Regions from separate parts of the Drosophila melanogaster genome. Here region 2 is linked to region 1. The links are chromatin contacts, called in public Hi-C maps. All regions are on one chromosome and are shown on one strand. The core of a region is the stretch at or near the end of the contact, and the rest is flanking DNA. Distances in the headings are between cores, read along the strand shown.

Region 1 (4,804 bases), core at 1,212-3,711:
GCGGTCACATGAATAGTGGTCGGCTCCTAACCATCGATTTGCGCGACAGCTTGTTAGTTCAGAAACTATTAAAAGTCGCTTAACTCAGGCAAATTCTGCACAATTGATCTACATATGTGTGTCAAGCACACGTAGGCGACCTCCACTGTGGATTTGCATGCGAATGCAGCTCCCAAATTCACGAACAAAGCACAAAGCACCACTCGACAAATGCGCTGTAATTCGAGGCGACAAGTATGCAGCGAAAATTTTAAATGCATTTCACGCACTGCGGCTGACGCACCGCTCCCCCAGCCCCACACCCCCTCCCACCACTGGTATTTTCCCAGTGGTTCTCCATTCCTGTCACGCCCGCAAGTGTCGCCAAGCGACGGCTGCCGCTGCCAGCCAGGACCCACTGTTGCACACAGGACGAACAGATCAGAGCCAAGCCAACATATCCGCTTCTCATCGATATTTAAATAGCGCATAATCAAGGTGATGATAACACTATCAGCAAATGGTTATAACACACTGATGTTCTTAAACTAAGAAAACAACAATGTACGTTTAGAAGCCTAAAAGGATAAGTGTTTCTTTCAGTGCAGATGGCGTTGACTTGATTGGAATTTGACCAGAATTTCGCCCACTGGCAAAATGGAGCATCAATTAGAGCCAAGTGATTTATCCAATTTGTAGCAGGAGAAACCCTTGACAGGACGACACGAGACTTTCTGATTAGTAAAATAAAACTCGAATAACTTTTTAGCAATCTGACGTCAAAGGATCAGACACGAACGCTCGGAATTGAATATCCAAAAGTTTCTTCTTTCCTCGAGATACAGCTGAACTTTGCTCAAGAACTGATTGCTTTATGTTATATGGAAACTCAGAGGAATAACTTTCTCAAAGGGTTTCTAGGTAAGTGATATGAGTTTATTAAGAAGAAGTATTTTTTCAGAACTTAACATTTTCACTAATTAAAGAGAAGACTTTCGGGGAAAGCATATTCTCTCTTTTGAGCAGGACAAGCGCAAACAGTGTGAGAAATGCATAGTTATTTGGATTGGTATAATTCAGAATTCAGAATTCAGAAAAGTATGCAAAACTTTGTCTCAGAATTTAGGCTCATTTGCATACCAGTCGCACCACAAAAAGTCAACATCTCCAAGTTTTTCACACCATGTGCACGAGAATAAGAATATTAAAATCGCATCTTGCTTGAGGTGTTCGCTTTATAAAGCCATTACCAACTATCCGAAGGACGAAGGCGGGTGGATCCTGGGCGGTGGTTCCTGAACAGTCCGCATGTGTCGGCCGGCATTTTAACACTTTAATCATTGAAATGCAAATTCGGAGCCGAGTTTTAGCAAGACATGCGGCAGAGTGGCACATGCATGTTAACACGGCCACCGACTGGCACGCCTCCTGATTCTGCTTCTGTTCCTGGAGGGGACAGCTCAGGATTCTGGCCGGGATTTAGCATATCTGAGATCCGGGCCACACAAAGAGAAAATGTGTATCGAAACGGAGAAGATGCTAGTGGGTTTTTCAAATCTCACTTAATGGTGCCTGAAAGTATGCACCAAGTTTTGAAAAACATGTATGTCCCATGGGTAACAATGTTTTCCGGGTAACAATTTCGAACTTTCCACCTTTTCATTTTTGTGGCATTTATGGGTCGTTATAAGATTGATGTCGAAATGATTTTTCCTGTGCAGGGGAGAGCACATTTCGAATTCTGCCTACTCCACAGCTGAGTTCCTTTTCGGACCCGGAAAATAATGGAAATGCCGGACCCGGCGAGCGAATAAATTAACCTGGATCGCATTTATATTCGAAAGTAGTGGCTCGGTGATGCTTAAACCTGAGTTTGCCGCAGAATGCTTCCTTTATTGCACGTAAATAAAGTCATAAAGTCATCATTACAACCGCGCCAACGAGGAGCACACGATAAGGAGCACAAAGGACAAACTTTTGTGACTGCGATAAAAATTCGCAAATGCGCACAAATTACTCAAAACATATTAAAAACTGCGTCCCCGCCTCAACAATTTGCCCAAAACGTTGCACAAATTAAAAACCCTCTCGAAAGAGCGGAGATAAAAGGAAATTCCATTGTGGCAAGTTTTCCCGATGTGGCAAACTGCAGTGAAAGCACAACTTTCGGGGAAACTGAAAAGTGCAGTTATTGAGTGTTAGTTGCAAGTTCCTTCGCCGATGCGACATGTGAAAAGTTGTGTAATTCAGTTCGAGAAATACACTCTGAATGTGGCGTAAAAAATGAGTTCAATGTTATATTGAGTGTTTTCGAAGTAATGCCAACTTACCAGATTTGATGCTTGAATTTAACCAATTAGCCAATAACCGTTGTTTAAAATAATTTATACAATATATATGTTATCATAATTGAAAGCAGCTCGAATACCCTATACCTACAATCATGTCATATAGGGGTTGGTATTCACAACCTATCTGTAAATGGTCACATATGTTTTCGGTCGCCAAGTTTTGCTTGTAATTATTATTTTGCCAGAATTGTGTTAAAAGTATGAATAATATTGAAGAGGACACCGAAGCAGCCTTCAAACGGCTCCAGGCTGTCATTCCACAGGTGAAGCAGGCCTACGAGGAAGCCATTGGACAGATCTTCTCGGATTTAAAGTAGGAGAATGGCTGATTAAAAGATTGACCAAACGCTTACTATTGCTTAGCTCCTCAGATCTTGAGTCGTGTGCCTCCATCCTCGAGGAGCACGAATCCACGAGCCTGGACACCGAGCAAATAATCCACAGCACCCGTCGGCTTATGACCAAGATCGTCCTGGATGTGAACCAGTGCTTCTTCTCCGGCAACGACGTGGAGACCAAGCTGACCACGCTGGAAATGCTTAAGGAGCAGTTTGCCGCCCACGAGGGCAAGAACTGGTTAGTGAATGGTTTTGAATTTGGTTGTCCAGCAGCACTTTCCATGGTTTTTAACGTAAATCCGCAGGAACTTCAACTGTCTGTCCCCTGAGGAACTTACTCGCCCTCTGCGCATGCACAACTTGAATCTAAGCATCACATTCATGGAGCAACAGCTTAAGAAACAGGAAAAGGAACTCGAGGTATGTATTTCAACCTCCGAAGAATTAAGTAATACTTGGATTACTTCGATTTTAGATTGCTATGGCCAAAAGCATTAAAAATCGACAGCTTATACATGATGTCCACGCTGAACGGGTGAAAGTGGGATGTATGATGAAGCAGCAGTTGGCCGAGTACCAGGCCATTAAGCCACAGTTAATGGAAATGGAACGGCTAATAAATGATTCGTATGTGCAGGAAGAAATGTAATTTTATAAAAAAAAACAGATTATTATTATTATTATTATTATTATTATTATTATTATATTAGTTGCTGGGTCTTGAAATAAATATGAATTTCAAACTTACCGCCACAAGTGGCATTGAATTCGAGCGGCGCTTTCCAACACTTCGATGCGTGTGCACAGCTGACTTGCCGGCAAATGAAAAACATTGAATAATATTCCGAAAGCATGCTGAACTTGTCCGTGGTGCTCCGGGTGCAATCATCGCGCCATGTGGCTTCATATGCCACAGCGGCGGCGGCGGCAGTTAAGACGAAGCCACCAAAGGCAAAGTCCAAGGGCAAAAAGCAGAAGGGGGAGCCCCTAATCTCCTGCAGAAGAAGCCAGTTCGATTTAACCCAATACGAGCAGACGGATGCCAAGTTTGGGAGTCTTTCGCTGGCCTCCAAGGGCTGGCTGCACAACAAATCCAAGGGAGACTTCTTCATCCTGAACGCCAGCGTGCGAGGTGAGGAACTCCAGCAGGAAATGCAGACCGTCGATGAGTTCCTCGAGAGCACGGGGATGCAGATTCATCCGCAACTCCTTGAGAACTTGCGAGTCGAGCTGGGCATCAAATTACTGACGGGAATCCAAAAACAGGGAATGCCCGTTGTCCATGGAAATGAGCACTGCCTCATTGCCGCTGAAACTGGGTGTGGAAAAACAATTACATATCTCCTGCCTATCGTAGACAAACTCCTCCAGAAAGAAGTGGTCACCGAACGAAAACTCAACACCCCCCGTGTCTTGATCCTCACTCCCGGCAGAGAACTAGCCACGCAGATTGCTGGGGTCACGGAGAAGCTCACCCAGGGCACCAATCTCAAAGTGCAATCTTTACTTGGCGGCAATACCAAGCAGCTTATGATGAACCCACAGTTCGAGGAGGTGGACATACTGGTCGCCACTCTGGGTGCACTTAGCAAACTGGTGACCACTGGCATCTACCGCATGGAGCAGGTTCGTCATCTGGTTCTAGACGAAGCGGACACCCTCCTAGATGATACGTTCACAGACAAACTTTCCTACTTCCTCAGGAGATTTCCCGTAAGTCATTCTAGGCGATTACCAAAGGAATGGCTTCAATCAGCTTGTTTTTTCTTATTCGACAGTTCCACTTGGTGCAAAAGGAGGATGCTGGCACCCAGATGATCCTGGCCTCGGCCACCATGCCCACGAACACCAGAGAGATCCTTCACAAAGTCATAGACGTGGACACCATCCGTGAGGTCGTCAGTCCGCACCTGCACCGACTGATGTCTCATGTGACGCAGAAGTTCCTGCGGCTGTCGAAGGCCGATCGGCCCGCCACACTTCTGTCACTCGTGAAGCATGATCTTGCCAAACGTCGCCCTCTTATCGTGTTCAGCAACAAGTCCACCACCAGTGACTTCGTTTCCATCTTCCTGAACAACAGCGGAGTGAACTGCTTAAATCTGAATGGGGATATGCTGATGAAGATCCGTCTTG
Region 2 (4,804 bases), core at 1,465-3,964, 87 kb after region 1:
TGGCTGCACCTGCTCATCACCGCGTCCCGCAAAACCCTTTGGTCCTTTGGCTCGGGCCATTAATAATGCTTTCGCATCTCCGCGTTGGCCACGTCATCGGATATCGCCGACTGCCCCTTTTGCGAAGGAGACTCCGTGTCATCTGGTCGCCGTCTCATTTTTTAAACCGCTCGGTCTGCGAAAACCCCAAGCCAAACAAGCTGATAAAGTTAAAAGCAGCCACATGAGTGAGTTTGCTTACACGCGAAACTATGATCGTTAATCAAAATGCATGTAATTATCCAAATCGATTAATTCATTGATTAAGCATATGGTTTAAAGCATATTCATACTTACAAGTTAAATAGTTTTAAACCATAATCTATACAATCTGCTTCCTATTTCTCGCAGTGCAGCGCTGTGCGAGTGTGTGTGCGGCATGACGGTCAGCAAGCGACAAAGCACACGATTAAATTACAAAATGTCAATAACGATAACGAAATGAAATTGATTGAAACGAGTGGCGACCACACAATGGATGCAACATCCCGCGGCATGAGTACGTTTATATAGTGTGCTCCCGGACCTGGACATCGTCATTCCCTGTCGCGTGATAAATGATGCGTGTGTGCTTGAGTGGATGACACCTTGCCGATATGGCAGATATGCGCCGCACAATGGCATGTCAATTAAAATGCCCGATGTTGAAATCATTCGCAATTAATTCATAATTAAAATGCGACACATTATCAAAAGTGTGCAGCGGGGTGGTATTTACACAAATTGCGAATGAATATTTATGAGGTTCATCGGGTTCAGTTCGTTCACTTGGGAAAAACTAGTTTGGTGTTCCGGCCAGCACACCTCAAGTTCCCCCGGTTCAACTGGTCCTTCGCAATGGTGCGGACATTTTTCGGGGGCTTCCAACTTTGGCAGCCCGGAGCGAGAACAATGAAATGCACTTAAAAGCATTTAGTTGTTGCGACAAAATTTGCAGCACAGAAATGCGGTTGCCGAAAGCAGGAAAATGAGAGTGGGAGTGGAAGTGGAAGTGGAAGTGGAAGTGGCCAATCCTTTGCAAATAATGTGCGTGCATAAACAAAAAGCAGGGCGAGGGGGCTTGACTTCGGCAACTGGTCCTTCGCTTACATAGATACACGCAGATGAGGTCCTGCTCCTTCCAAATTAGCGCCATAAAGTATGCAACAAGCTTTTGCCAGCGCTTTTAATTTGTTCGCCGGCACTACGGCCATCAAATATTCATTTCTGGGGCTTCTGAGAGAACAGTGGGTGGTTATGGATGGCACTGGGTGGTGGGAGGTCCATCAGAGTTCCAGTTCGGCCTCGTTCTTCAAGGGAAAACTTTTGGCTAATTTGCGTGCGGCAACTAAAACATTTTCCTGGTAGGCGGTTTCTGTGTGGCTCAGTTCGGTTAACGCTCCGTTCGCAACTAAATTTCCATTCAACTGTCATTTGCGAGGGAGCAAGCCCCCCCGACTGGATTTTAATTTCACTGTCATAAGCAAGCGATTAATGACTGACAAGTAATTAAATATGCGGCGATAAGGCGGCTGGGAAAACCCCATCTTCATCATCATCATCTTTGTCGAAAAAAGGCGGATGGAGCTATCTATCATCGGGTGGCTGTGATTGGGCCATAAAATTAAATAAACGGCTGACTAAATTCCACTATCAAATTGAATTCGGCAATTTGTCCCTGCACACTCTGCATCTCCGTTTACTATGCAAAGGATCTCGAATGGAGGGCAAACTGTTTATGTTGCCTGCTTGGCCCATAAAAAAGAGGCGGACTGCGGTTCTCCGCCGGAAATCTCATTTTGTTTGTAAATCAGCAATTTGCAGCCGGGCACAGGACGTTCTCGATGTCGTTGTCGCCCCACCAACACACTCGAAAAGTGGGAGCACCCACATTGGTACACTGCGCAAAAACCTCATACTTCCTCATTACTAACATACATGCATGAATGCAAAGTGCTTTCTATTTCCTGCTCTGTATATGGTTGATACATAGTTACATCAGTTACATCAGTTACATAGTTACACAGCATGACTAATTTTTCTCAGTGCACACACTCACATTTTTAAACGCTCAATAAGATTGGAAAATTGATGGCGGTATTGCTCATTGGTTTGGTAACGCTCTTCGCCCCGCTTTTCCGGGCACCCTTTTGCTTATCGCTCGGCAGGACTCGCCTGGCAGGAGCAGGCGACTCCACCCACTTGGTAAGTAAGTAAATCCCTCATTTTCAGTGGAAATAAAAATTGCCCCAGCAGCGTAACGCAAAATAAACACATTTAAGTTGCAAATTGAATTTTGCATAATCCCAGGCGCCGCAGCGATGCCACTTGGGCTGGGTTTCTGTCCTGGGCTTCTGTCCTGGATCTCCTTATCGCGGGTCCGTCTTCGTCCTGTGCTGTCTGTCGCTCCTTTTTATGTTTTTTTTTTTTTTTTGGTGGCACTGGCACACTTCACATCAGCGCATGAGACGGAATTTCTGATTAGTTGCCATGGATTCCCCTTCGGCGCCCAACACTTTGCACTTGTTTACCCTGCTTTGACTTTGCCGGAATTCTATTTATTTTCGAAAATTTCTTTTGGGACGCGACACTCTGCCCACATGAATGTCACACACGCAGCAGGCAGGACGCCTCCTTTTCCTAGGCGTGTGATCCTGGGGGATTTACAAAGTAGCCGCGTAATTGAATTTACTTTATACTTTGCCTGATTAGAAAAAGTTGATTGGATTTCACGCTGCCTCATATGGCGGCACAAAAGTTGACGCAGTTCCTCCTCTTCTGGTCCGCAGATGAATGTGTGTGGGCCAAGTCAATTAATGCACGTAGACTGTAGGGATTTCCATATCATATATGTATATACGTATCATATACATATTTCTAACTATCTACATTTTTGAGGACATGTCGCCAGTCTGATTTATCTTTTCTGGCGCAGAAGAAGCACCAATTCTAAAAATAAATTGGCACAAACAAAGATGCATTGAACGAAATTTGAGATAGCTGGTCACGGATTTGAATTTGGTTGACGTAATGCCGGCTTGATTGCACCTGCAGAGCTGGCTCTTGGCAACCAGATGAATAGAAGTCTGGCTTTGATAAGAGACAAGAGGGTAGCAAGGCGATAAGAGGTAGTCCGGCACAGATGGACAGATGGCGCGATCGCAGCACCTGAGATACACCCAGTGACCCCCAAGCTGCACCGCGATATCTCCGAGCAGATTCCGAGCTCCGGACACTGCGATCGTAGGCGGGACTCTTGGGTATAAAAGCAGCCAGGTGGACGGCAGTGAGGCAACAGTCTTTAGGCATTGGATCCACTGGGTGCATCTGATCCGGAGCAGTTGAGTGTCAAGTGTAGAGTTGCAGGAATCCGTCAACATGAAGATCGCCATCGCATTGCTGGCCTGCCTGGGCCTGGCCGCCGCTGCCAGCTTCCACCAGACCCACGAAGTCAAGATCGCCGACAAGGCCTTCCTGATGAAGCAGAAGTTCCTCTTCGAGATCGTCTACCGCGTGGAGGATCCGCTGATGTTCGAGGACCACATCAAGCAGGGCGAGAAATTCTACTTTGAGGAGTCCTACTACACTGTAAGTGGATATAGCACTGGCTGAAGTTGTGCCTCTCCCTAATCACTGATCATTGTGATCCCTTCCAGCACTACGACATGTACATGAAGAAGTTCTTCGAGGCCTACAAGGCTCACGCCCTGCTGCCCAAGGGCGAGTTCTTCGGCGCCCTGGTCATGTCCCACGCCAAGCAGGCCCGCGGTCTGTTCAACTTCTTCTACTACGCCAAGGACTGGGAGACCTTCGCCGCCAACGTGGCCTGGGCCCGCATGCACGTGAATGAGGGCATGTTCGTCTACGCCCTGACCATGGCCGTGATCCACCGCAACGACTTCCATGGACTGATGCTGCCCTCGATCTACGAGATCTTCCCACAGTTCTTCTTCAACAGCAAGTTTGTGTTCGAAGCGGAGAAGTTCGACTACGAGATGTGGATGAAGATGACGATGTACGAGAAGGAGTACATGGATGTGTACTACAAGACCAACGGATACGACTACTCAACCATGTACCGGTCCAGCGACTACACCTACATGAAGGACTTCAAGACCTGGCAGTGGTGGAAACTGATGGGTCTGGGCGAGCACTGGTACACCGAGGACAAGTTCATTCTGCGCGAGAACATCTACGAGTTCAACCAGGAGACCAAGTGGCTGTCGATGATGAAGGACGTGAAGAAGTTCTACATGCCCGTGGACTACACCCGCGACCTGAACCTCTACAACAAGGAGTCCAAGCTGTCCTACTTCACCGAGGATCTGGGCTGGAACGCCTACTGGTACTATCTGAACATGGACTACTCCTTCTTCCTGGACGGCAACACCTTCGATCTCAAGAACGACCGTCGCGGCGAGTGGTGGCTCTACAACGTGCACCAGCTGCTCAGCAGATACTACATGGAGCGCCTGTCGCACGGATTCGGCGAGATCCCCGAGTTCTCCTGGTACCAGCAGATCGAGATGGGCTACGACCCCCAGCTGATCTACTACAACGGCATTGGCTACAGCTTCCGCAAGAACTACTACGAGATGGAGACCTACGCCAACTACGATATGCTGGACAAGATCACCGGCTTCCTGAAGCGCATTCACAACATCGTCGAAATGGGCTACTACAAGACCGCCGATGGCCACACCATCGATCTGCGCAAACCCGAGGCCATCGAGTTCATTGGCAACATGCTGCAGGGCAACGTGGACGCCATGGACAAGATGTTCTA

Evidence for each region. A called contact is a pair of places that touch in the nucleus more often than the background predicts.
Region 2: a contact with region 1 is called in a Hi-C map of the S2 cell line, with 3 times the contacts expected there. A contact is called at or near these places in 19 of 107 Hi-C or Micro-C datasets (the S2 cell line, embryo, eye imaginal disc and 6 more).

Annotation. Positions count from the first base shown.
Region 1 is chr2L:808,116-812,919 of dm6, forward strand. Nnf1b reads left to right here and starts at 2,462. Exons shown (of 4, transcript NM_164388.3): 1 at 2,462-2,643; 2 at 2,694-2,906; 3 at 2,974-3,088; 4 at 3,144-3,416. The coding sequence starts at 2,531. The coding sequence ends at 3,317. It overlaps Dbp21E2 (DEAD box protein 21E2), which reads left to right and starts at 3,469. Exons shown (of 2, transcript NM_134700.4): 1 at 3,469-4,381; 2 at 4,447-4,804. The coding sequence starts at 3,521.
Region 2 is chr2L:895,336-900,139 of dm6, forward strand. It overlaps lncRNA:CR45348 (long non-coding RNA:CR45348), which reads right to left and starts at 2,715. Exons shown (of 1, transcript NR_124011.1): 1 at 2,118-2,715. It overlaps Lsp1beta (Larval serum protein 1 beta), which reads left to right and starts at 3,165. Exons shown (of 2, transcript NM_001298627.1): 1 at 3,165-3,606; 2 at 3,675-4,804. The coding sequence starts at 3,397.